Linked DNA regions of Zea mays: regions 2, 3 and 4 are each linked to region 1. A link is a contact called in public Hi-C data. All regions are on one chromosome and are shown on one strand. Each heading gives the region's core, a stretch centred on a gene start, on an enhancer-like site or on the middle of the called end of the contact. The rest is flanking DNA. Distances are from core to core; before and after follow the strand shown.

Region 1 (2,537 bases), core at 13-2,512:
CGGTGGTACAACGAGGGGGCCCGTGGCCGTAGCCACCGACCAACATGTCTACGCGTCCTCGTCCGACCTCGACGTGCCATGGCAAGCACATGCTCCAAAGTTGTGTTTAATTTACTTGAACCACATCACATTAAGTTGACATTAAATAACTATTAACAATAAGTAGAATAAATGTATAGGCTCCTAGTGCTCTGACAACCATTGACCTTCAAATGTGCTAAGTTTTTGCAGTTACGAGCTACAAGCTCAATGCTTTAGTCAGTTAATGACTGAAAAACACTGAGAATAAGATCTGTGAGATTCTTGCACCCTTTTGCAACTGAAGGCTCGTGAAATTGCAATAGTTTGTCAGCTTATCATTTAGAAAACTCAAAATTAACTGAAGCACAAGGTACAAGCAAGGATATTAATGGATGATCGATAGCTTCAATTGCAGAAAACACTACTCAATGAGAAAGATCAAATCAGCATACCTAACATCCTAATTGGTCTACATCAGTTCTACATAATACATACTTCATACCATTGTTCGCATTTTCGTTCTTCTTGAAATTATGTTTTTTCTTCACCCTTATGTAATTCATAAGGTCTACTTATGATTATATGTCAACTCCATAGCAAAGCATGAGTATACACTACGGTCCGCCATAAAGTTGTATCATTCTAGAACCTACAGTTGCAAAATACACATTTAGATCCATAAATTTGTGAAGTTGTATTGTCTTAATCTTTTAGATTTTCAACATGCACATTCTAGATCCTATAATTCTATGGTTATATCATCTAGGTTCATAAAGTTGTTTTAGTGTCATCACAAGGTAAAACAGTTTTGATCTGTGATGATAACAAACAAAATGGACATAGATGACATAACTATAAAAGTATAGGACTAAAATGTGCATTTCAAAATTTTATAGACCAAGCCGAAACAAACTTCATAAGTTCAGAGACCTAGAACATGCACTTTGTGAGTTTATAGATCGAATGATACAATTTTATAATTATATTATATTTAATACTCGTAATATACATTCAAATATTAATAATCTGATACGTACTAAATTTTAGTCACTGAAACCAAACGTCCTTAGAAGTAAGTGACATCTGGGCGCACTTACTGAGTAGCCCGTGGGCCAAAGCGGTGCAGAGCAGCATCTTGCGTTTGGGGTCTAATGGGCCATTAGTCACTGAGAAAAGCTCAAGTTCTCAGCCCATACAAGCCGGAGCCCAAGCATAAAAGAAATCTGTCTCTCCCGCACTGGACTGGACTACTGGAGCCCTATAGGCTATAGCCACCACCGCACTCGCCTCCCTCTCTCCCTCCCACACTCCACCACCCGCGCCGCCGCCTCCTACTCCGCCCCGGCCCCTCTGATCCGGACCGAGCGCCGGCCATGGCGCTCGCCTTCGACGAGTTCGGGCGCCCCTTCATTATCCTGCGGGAGCAGGAGAAGAAGACGCGCCTTCGGGGGCTTGACGCGCAGAAGGCCAACATCGCCTCGGCCAAGGCCGTCGCGCGGATCCTCCGCACGTCGCTGGGACCCAAGGGCATGGACAAGATGCTCCAGTCCCCCGACGGCGACGTCATCATCAGTATGCGTTTGTTCGGCTCCTTCATTCGCTTTTCTCGTCCTTGCGTAGACTGCTTTAGCTTGGCTGCGGTTTTTAGTGCTAGGGTTTCTTGAATGGCGCGTGCACGCCTTGAGATATAGGTTCCGCGGGGCATTTGCTCGTATTTCCTCCTATTGGGCTTCATAAGACAGCATACGTTTAAGGTTGTTTTGCCCCCACCATTTAGCTTCTGTAATGCTAACGAAGACGCCCCCACTGGCTAGGATCCGTGCAAATAAATCAATATAGACACAGGGTGTTGATTTTAAAATCCAATTTTGCTTGTTCAACATAGTTTTACAAGCTGTTTTGTCCCCTATTTAGTGTGACACACCAACGTGCTTGGGACAGAAAGGCTTTGTTGTTGTTGTTGTTTAGTGTGACACCCCCCTAAAGTTTAAGATCCATACAATGAATCTATTTAGACAGGGGATGTTTATTCGGAGATCTAAGTTTCGCTTGTTCAAAGTGCTGTCTCACTGTCCAGTGCTTCACAGTTATAAATATAAGCTATCTCGATGGTCACTGCTTCCGTTCAGTGGGTTAGTTTTGATAGGATGCTTTGATTTTAAAATCTAGTTCTGTGCTTTACAAATTCGCTTTTCAGTAATGTAAGCTATCTCACTGACAAACAGTTCGTCAGTTACGTACTTTGCTTACTGAAAGTGCTGCCTTGTAAATTGCCAGCAAATGATGGAGCGACCATCCTGGAGCAGATGGATGTTGACAACCAGATAGCAAAGCTGATGGTGGAGCTGTCCCGTAGTCAAGACTATGAAATCGGGGATGGTACCACCGGGGTGGTAGTCATGGCAGGGGCTCTTCTCGAGCAGGCTGAGAAGCTTCTGGAGCGTGGTATTCACCCCATTAGGGTGGCTGAAGGCTATGAGATGGCGTCAAAGGTAGCTTTTGACCACCTAGAACAT
Region 2 (2,537 bases), core at 18-2,517, 250 kb before region 1:
ACAGCCAGATTTTCAGAAAAGCTGGTCAGAAAAAAGCCGAACCAAACAGGCCCTTAGTCGCGTCGCGTGCAGGAGCTAGGGTTGGTGAAGACGGCCATGAAAGCATCGGCTAGCCAGGCTCCATTGGTGGTATCTCTTGTGCACGATTCCATTGCCATTGGTGTAGTAGAGCAGCAGCAGCAGTGCATGCATGACAGCGGTGGCAGGAATTCAGACGAAGGAAGAACGCGAGCTCAGCCCAATACTTTCACGTCCTCAATCCTGAATCCTTACTTACAGGTTCAGAAGAACTGGGTCGCAGCCCACGAATTCACTTGGCCCACTACGGCCCAATAAAGTTTCTGCCTGGACGTCGAACCCTTATCGCATTTCATCATTGGCGCCGCCGAGTTCACTTCACTTCAAGGTACGGTTCACCATTTGTATTTCTGAAAAAAAAAGCGTGCGTGTACAAACATGGTGCGGATTGGTGTCGCGTTTCCTTCGTTCGTTTTTGGCGCTGAACATGGCCAGCGTCCTCTGCTTCCAGAAGAGTCCAAGTCTTGGCAACACACGGCCAAGTGACTGTTCCATCATCCCCGCCAGTCTGAGCCCTCGCTACTCACTCGCCATCTCGCACTCCGGGATCGCCGTGAGGTCGGACGCGAGTGCCGGCGCACCGGAGGAGCCTTGCGCGCCGCGACGAATGTCTCCCACCGCCCGTGCTCCTCCTCCTCATCCTCCGGCGGAGGAGGCGGCGCGAAGACGAGGGGCGCGACGGCGCCGCAGCGCCTGCTCCGCTTGCCGCGCGCGCAGGAGTGGCGAGCGGAGAGCGCGGCGGAGGCCCGGACGGCGAGCGCCGCGACGTCCTCGCGCCGCAGGCCGCGGCGGCGCGCGGCGGCCGGGAGCACGAAGTAGATCTGCCCCGCGCGCAGCGCCTCCGCGCCGCCCAGCGCCGGGACGGGGCCCTCGAACCCCACCCTGTCCGCGTCGCACAGGAACCAGTCTGCGGAGGCGGAGGCGGAGGCGTCCTGCAGCACCCGCGCGGCCGTGGCCGTGTGCGGCGGGTACTCCCGCATCTCGCCGCTCGGCATCAGCACCAGCGCCGTGTCCTTGCTGGGCGGCGGGGCCGCCCGCGTCGGCGTGGTCTCGCCGCGCGACATGCACAGCCCCATTGGTGTCCCGTCCGCGGGATTTGGAAAGCTCGCTTGTAGCTAGTGTGGCGGTTGAGATGGCCGTCCGTGTGGCGGTTGCCGCGGCTGGCGTCGAATGGGGGGAATGGAATGAATGACATGGCGGTGTGGAGGCGGCTGGTTTTATAGGCGAGCGGTGCAGAGTGGCTTGTCGCCTAGCTGCAGGCTGCAGCTGCTGGCTTGGACTTGGACTTGGAGAAGAAGGGAAGGGAAGGGAAGGGACGGGAGCATGACAGGCTGGCGTGCCGCTGGGGCCACGCCAGCTGACCTGCGTGGACCCCGGGATCGTTTGCTTGCTCCCCAGATGTCGCTTATTTATTATTGTTACCGTTTTGTCGTCATTGTTTATTTACTTTATTATTATTACTACCCTTTTATTTACTGCCGCGGCTTGGTGCCGTGGTAGACAGGATACGCACGCGTATGCAGCTCAGCCCGAGTAGCGGAGACTGGAGAGCAATAATAAAGCCGATATGTATAATGGTTACCCGTCTCTTTCAGATTTTTTTAGTTTTTCGTGTATAAGCTGCATGTTAGGTTGTAGCCCATTTCTACTCACTTTCTCTCTCCTCTTTTCTCTCTTCCAAACTAGTATTTAGCTCACTAGAAATCTCCCCTAAATCATTTTTTTGGAAGAACAAAAAAACGTGACTCTAACAGTTCCCCTAACGCGCTCTCAACTTTTTTTCATAACCCTTAAAACTCCCTAATTTGTAGCTATAAATGAGGGGGGTTTTCGGGCTACCCAGAAACAATATGCCGCTTTAAAAGATCTGTTGGAGAAATGATAAAAATCTATCCCCACTAATTATTTAGATGTCCATTAAAACTGATTTTAAGGAGTCATTTCCTGAGGAACTCTTGGAGATGCTCTTACCTCCAACCATTATACTTGCTCTTACAATATTATGTTACATATTGTAGCAGTAGCATAGCGACAGAGCAGATCTGAAGGGGGGCTAGGTAGGGGTGAAAACGGATCGAATACGCATAAATATGAATTCGAATGTCACAATTTACCATATTTTAGTCTACATCCGGATACGAATACAAAACGGATAGTCGAATCCGAATTCTTATTCGGATATTTACTCAATTCAACTCAAACATCACACCCTGAAATTTAACATATGTATATGTGGATTTTTATTTAAATACAAGTTTATAGATAGTCAAAATAACCTTAAATTAAAATAGATCTCTCGTGATCCTCCCTATCAAGTCAACAAAATTGTATAAATAATATTTTAAGCTATCGAATCATGTAACATTAGGTAAATAACAACACGTGATATTTAATAAGTGATATTTATACAAATACAAGTAAACTAAACTTGATATAAAATAGTAAATGTACCAAGAAAA
Region 3 (2,537 bases), core at 12-2,511, 190 kb before region 1:
AGTTCATGAATGATGAAATGGTCCTGTAATTAACTCAAACCACCTAGCCTATCCTACATGTTCATATACCACCACAAAAACCATGCCCGATTCATGTAGGGTATGAAACAGTGATAGGACTTTGCCACTCTTTTGTTGATTTCTGTCCAGGACAGATGAACTGTAGGGCAATAGCAGTAGATGTCGGTTTGAGCAATTGTCAAGTGCCAGAAATCCTGTCTCAAATTCAGTTGAAACATTCTAGTACAGAGACAGTTCCAATCCCCCGCGTTCCTACATTTCCACATCTCAATAAATGCTAAGAATCCCTGAATAACCATAAACGCCTTTCGGCTACTGGCTGAAAGCAACATCTCAACCGATTGTTGGAACTACAGGATCGTACAGTGTCAATTGCAAATGTAGCACTTCCTCTACACACGTGAATGTCACTCCCCATAACAGTCTCCGGGCAATCAAATCGTGCCGTGCTTCACATCCAGATATCCAACCGTTTGAATTCAGATGAAATTGGGCGAAAGAAGAAAAGGGGGGATTTTTTCTAAGAAAAGGAAGAAATGGCCCGCACCTGGGCGCGTGCGTCGTCCTGTCGCACCACCCATCGGCGGCCCCGGCCCCGGACGGATCCGGTGGCCTGGGCGAGGGCAGCGGCAGCGGGTGGAGGACGGGCGAGGACGCGGACCTGGGCGGCGGCGCGCCGCCCTCCCTGGCGCTGGCGGACCTGGAGACGAGGGTGGGTACCGGGATCTCGATGGCCTCGGAGGCGGTGGCGAGGCGCCTCTGCTGCGGCGGAGAGGAGGAGGACGACCTGTCGGAGACGTCGACGCGGAGGTCCCCGAGCGCGACGTAGAGGTCGTCGACGTGGCGCAGCTTTCGCTGGCGGGTGAGCTTGGGCGGCGCGAGGAGGTCCCTTCTCCCGGCGCGGCCTCCGGGCTGGACGCACGAGGTGGACGCCCGCGCGGGAGAGGACGGCGTGGATGCGGAGGAGAACGGGGTGACGGGCGAGCGGTGGAACGCGGACTTGGAGCGCTTCCACCAGGACGGCATCGTCACGGCCAGGGGTGGGAGGAGGACGAGGGAACGAAACACTAGCCGCCGTGCGCGTAGGGTTAATGGCATTGGAGGCGGGGACGCGAGGGCGGGGCGCGGAGCGGGTGGACGGCGACGGCGACGGCCGCGGCCACGACGACGACCGCCTCCATTCTGAGTCGGGGGCTTTATTTTTTTTTCCTTTTTTTACTTGTCGTTTTGTTTGGGAGGCGGTCGTTGGTTTCGCGGGTACCGTAAGGGTGGCCCACATGTCATGGAGGTGAGTCTCGCCTCGCCCACGGGGCAACAACCAAAGTCCAACCACCAGTCAAACCCCACATCGCATTTCGTTTCATTTTGGTCTTAAAAAATGTTTTATCTTATGGTGGTAGGTTAGTCTTAATTAGCTTTGTTTTTAGCAGCCTTTTTGTCACATACATGCTATCTTTTTATAGTACTGAATGATTCTCTAAATAAATTAGATCTTTTTTGGAAGCGAACAACCATAGGAATAGATACACAGTGATAAAATGGAGAGCTTTGTTCTTGTTCTTACCAAAAATTTGAGTTACAATTACAACCTACTAAGTGACTTTACAAACTTATTAGTAAATATAGAGTTTGTCAACAATTTTTTACAAATAATACTTAGAAAATAAAACCACTGATAAAGTCCAATGAAAATAGGAAATTCACACTTTTGTTTAGGTCCTACAAAGGTTAAAAACTGCTTCATTAACCTTTTTCTTATTTTAGGGCCTATTTGGAAGCACTCTGTTTTTAAGAAACCGGTTTATAGAAAGTGGAGTGGTTCTAACTTTCTAAGCATATCGGTTGACGTCTCAGTTTATAGAAATCGGGTTTCTAATTTTTTTTTTAAAACCAAGAGGCTACTCTCCCGTTGCTAAAAACAACTTTTGTTTGTTTAATTATATCATGCCCTTGTTGGTTTCATGAAAATTACATTTATTGCCACCACTTTTAAAATAGATGAAGGCTATGTTAGTAATTGTGTATCAAAAAACTAGAAACGGGAGATATAAACTGATTTTTATAAAACTGACGTGCTTCCAAGCATGCCCTTAGTATTCATGATGGTAACCAAATTAAGTTTTGGAGTGTAAGTGGCTACAGAACTATGTTCTTAAAAAGGGAAATATCTGTCCATATTTCATATAGAAAGAAACATGTCTTAATGACACATGTCTTTAGCATTGCTATGGTAATTAGATGTAAGTTTTCTTAGGCCCTGTTCAGAAGCGACCTAGTTTTTAAGAATCCAGTTTATATCTCTAGTTTCTAGAAACTAGTTTATGAAAAAAAACTGATTAACGATGTTTGGAACCACCTCAATTTTCATAAACTAGTTTTAGACAGGGGAGACTCTTCTTAGTTTTTAAGAAACTAGGAATCTAGTTTCTATAAACTGGGCATAAACTGATATGTTTGGAACCACCTTAGTTTTCAAAAACTAGTTTTTTTTAAAAAAAATCGAGGGCTTCCAAACA
Region 4 (2,537 bases), core at 16-2,515, 140 kb before region 1:
TGTACTAATTATAAGATTGTTCTTTTCCAAAAATATGACAAAAGGTTCATGCTATATTTTTATTTTGGTAAAAAAACCAAGATCCAGGTTTTGAGATGAAACCGAGCTCGAAAACCGACTAGTACACCATTGGACTTGTTTATGAAAATTTTAGCTGAACTTTTATTACAAGAGTAGATTTAGTACTAAATTAAAATATTCTACAAACACAAGGTGTTTCCCTGTACGAAAATTCTAGTAGCTAAACCTTCGTTACAAGAGAAAATATAGTGTTGAATTAAAAAATATCCTAGAAACCCGAGAGGTTTCCCTATACAACAAATTATGTACTAATTCTGCAAAAGATTGTTTTTTTCCAAAACTATGACAAAAGCTTCGTGGTAGATTTTTAATATGAGTAAAAAAGAACCAAGTTTGATACAGGTTTTGAGACGAAACCAAGCCCGAAAACAGTCTAATATGCCATTGGACTTGTTTATGAAAATGTTAGCTAAACTTTTATTACAAGAGTAGAATCAGTACTAAATTAAAATATTCTACAAACACAAGGTGTTTCCCTATACGATAAATCTTTAAAAGATTATTTTTCCAAAAACAATGGTAGGAGCTCTGTCATAGTTTGTTGATTTGAAGTAAAAAAACCAAGCTTGATCCATATTTTGAGATGAATTTGATCCCCATAACCAGGCCATCAATGCATCTTAAGACTCGTTTATGAAATGTTAGCAAAACCTTTATTACAAGAACAAGTATATAGCACTAAAATTAAAATATATTACAAACGCAAGGGGTCTTCCTATGTGACAAATAATGTACTAAATCTGTAAAGGGTTGTTTTTCTGAAAACAATGGTAGAAGCTTCGTCATAGTTTTAAATTAGGAGTAAAATGGAACCAAGCTTGATCTAGGTTTTAAGAAGAAACCAAACCCGAAATCAAGCTAAAACGTCATCTGACTTGTTTAAGAAATGTTATCCAACCTTTATTACACATAAGAGCAAATGTACTACTCCTTCAGTTCTTTTTTATTTATCGTTGTTTAGTTCAAAAATGAACTAGTGAGCGACAAATATTCGAGAACAGAAGTAATACTAAATTGAAAATATCCTACAAAACACATACGTAAGAGTAGATATAGCAGTAAATTTACAATATACAACAGACATAAGGGGCTTTAGTGCAAATATTCCATGGACGTGAAAACTCGTCCTTGTTGGCTGCGAGATTCTATCACTCCTCCCTCGTCTCCAGTTTTTTCCCTCGTCTGCTATAAATGGAGCTCACCTTCCACGACCTCTGGCAGTTCCCATCCGCCGCCCGCGCACTTGTTCCTTCCGGCACAGCACACAGGACACCGTAGACAGATTCATCGCGACGATGGGGCTGGACGTCGTGGAGATCGGGATGGGCGCCGATTTGAGCCTGGATCTGAGGCACTTCGCCTCCAAGGCCGTGCGGCAGAGCAAGGACTACGCGCCGGCGCCGGCGCCGGACATGGACGCCTGCATCCGCCGCCTCGAGGAGGAGCGGGGCAAGATCGAGATGTTCAAGCGGGAGCTGCCGCTCTGCGCGCGCCTCCTCGCAGACGGTGAGCACGCACGCACCTACCTCTTCCCCTATTCTTTCCCCACCTGTGATTCATTTTCCTCTTGCTTCTTTTTCCATTTTTGGGATGCGTTTTTTTTATGCGGCGATGCGTTGGCGTGTGCGCAGTGATCGATGTGATGAAGGAGGAAGCGGGGAAGGCGGTGGCGGAGGAGGACGGCGCCGCCGGGGACAAGAGCAAGTGGATGAGCACGGCGCAGCTCTGGACGGGCGATTGCGGCCGCGAGGACGCGGAACCAGAGGTACGGCACGATTCGGGCGTCGTTTCGATCCGTGAACTCTGAGCACGTTGGTGGACGGTGGTGGGCGGCGGACTAAAAGTTTGGAGCTTTGCGATCGCAGAAGCAAGACAAGGAGAGGAGCTCGCCTGAGGCCAGGTCTCGCGCCGCCGGCGGCGCTTTCTTGCCGCTCAAGGCTGCCGTGGGCTCCGGCGCGCCGGCGTTCGCGCCGCTCGGCTTGAGAATGGACGACAAGGCCGCCGCGCGCGCCGGGATGCCCGACCTGTGCTTGCTGTCGCCGCCGGCGACCAAGAGCGCCGCCGAGGAGAGCCGACGCCAGGTGGTGGGGTTTGCGCAGGCGGCGACGAGGGCGGCCGCCGCCACGGCGCCAGCTGCCCCTTCGCTTAGCGTTGGCGTCCAGTCCCCGTCGCAGCAGGCGAGGAAGGCTCGGCGTTGCTGGTCCACGGAGCTGCATCGCCAGTTCGTCGCCGCCTTGAACCAGCTCGGTGGCCCCCAAGGTGAGCCTTGCTCTTCAGATGCAAATTATTTCTTGCCGGTTTTGGGCGGCCTGCAGCGTGTTCTTACCTACTTGCTTGCCTGCCGTATTAGATACGTAGAGTTGGAATTAACGAGTTCATTCATGTCTGATTGTCTGCACTGCAGTTGCCACCCCAAAGCAGATCAGGGAGCTGATGAAGGTGGACGGCCTCACAAA

Evidence for each region. A called contact is a pair of places that touch in the nucleus more often than the background predicts.
Region 2: a Hi-C map of leaf shows a contact between it and region 1, with 2.2 times the contacts expected there. The contact joins the promoter of LOC100279081 here to the promoter of LOC100282671 in region 1. A contact is called at or near these places in 2 of 25 Hi-C or Micro-C datasets (leaf and tassel).
Region 3: a contact with region 1 is called in a Hi-C map of leaf, with 3 times the contacts expected there. The contact joins the promoter of LOC100281440 here to the promoter of LOC100282671 in region 1. A contact is called at or near these places in 8 of 25 Hi-C or Micro-C datasets (bundle sheath, ear, leaf and 3 more).
Region 4: a contact with region 1 is called in a Hi-C map of leaf, with 2.7 times the contacts expected there. The contact joins the promoter of LOC100283628 here to the promoter of LOC100282671 in region 1. A contact is called at or near these places in 12 of 25 Hi-C or Micro-C datasets (bundle sheath, ear, endosperm and 5 more).

What each region holds. Positions count from the first base shown.
Region 1 is chr2:242,069,503-242,072,039 of Zm-B73-REFERENCE-NAM-5.0, forward strand. LOC100282671 (cytosolic chaperonin CCT epsilon chain) reads left to right here and starts at 1,263. Exons shown (of 9, transcript NM_001155579.3): 1 at 1,263-1,593; 2 at 2,299-2,537. The coding sequence starts at 1,395.
Region 2 is chr2:241,818,962-241,821,498 of Zm-B73-REFERENCE-NAM-5.0, forward strand. LOC100279081 reads right to left here and starts at 1,268. Exons shown (of 1, transcript NM_001152131.2): 1 at 432-1,268. The coding sequence starts at 1,154. The coding sequence ends at 573.
Region 3 is chr2:241,883,059-241,885,595 of Zm-B73-REFERENCE-NAM-5.0, forward strand. LOC100281440 reads right to left here and starts at 1,262. Exons shown (of 11, transcript NM_001154358.2): 1 at 569-1,262. The coding sequence starts at 1,119.
Region 4 is chr2:241,928,107-241,930,643 of Zm-B73-REFERENCE-NAM-5.0, forward strand. It overlaps LOC100283628, which reads left to right and starts at 1,266. Exons shown (of 5, transcript NM_001156529.2): 1 at 1,266-1,587; 2 at 1,713-1,846; 3 at 1,947-2,340; 4 at 2,486-2,537. The coding sequence starts at 1,377.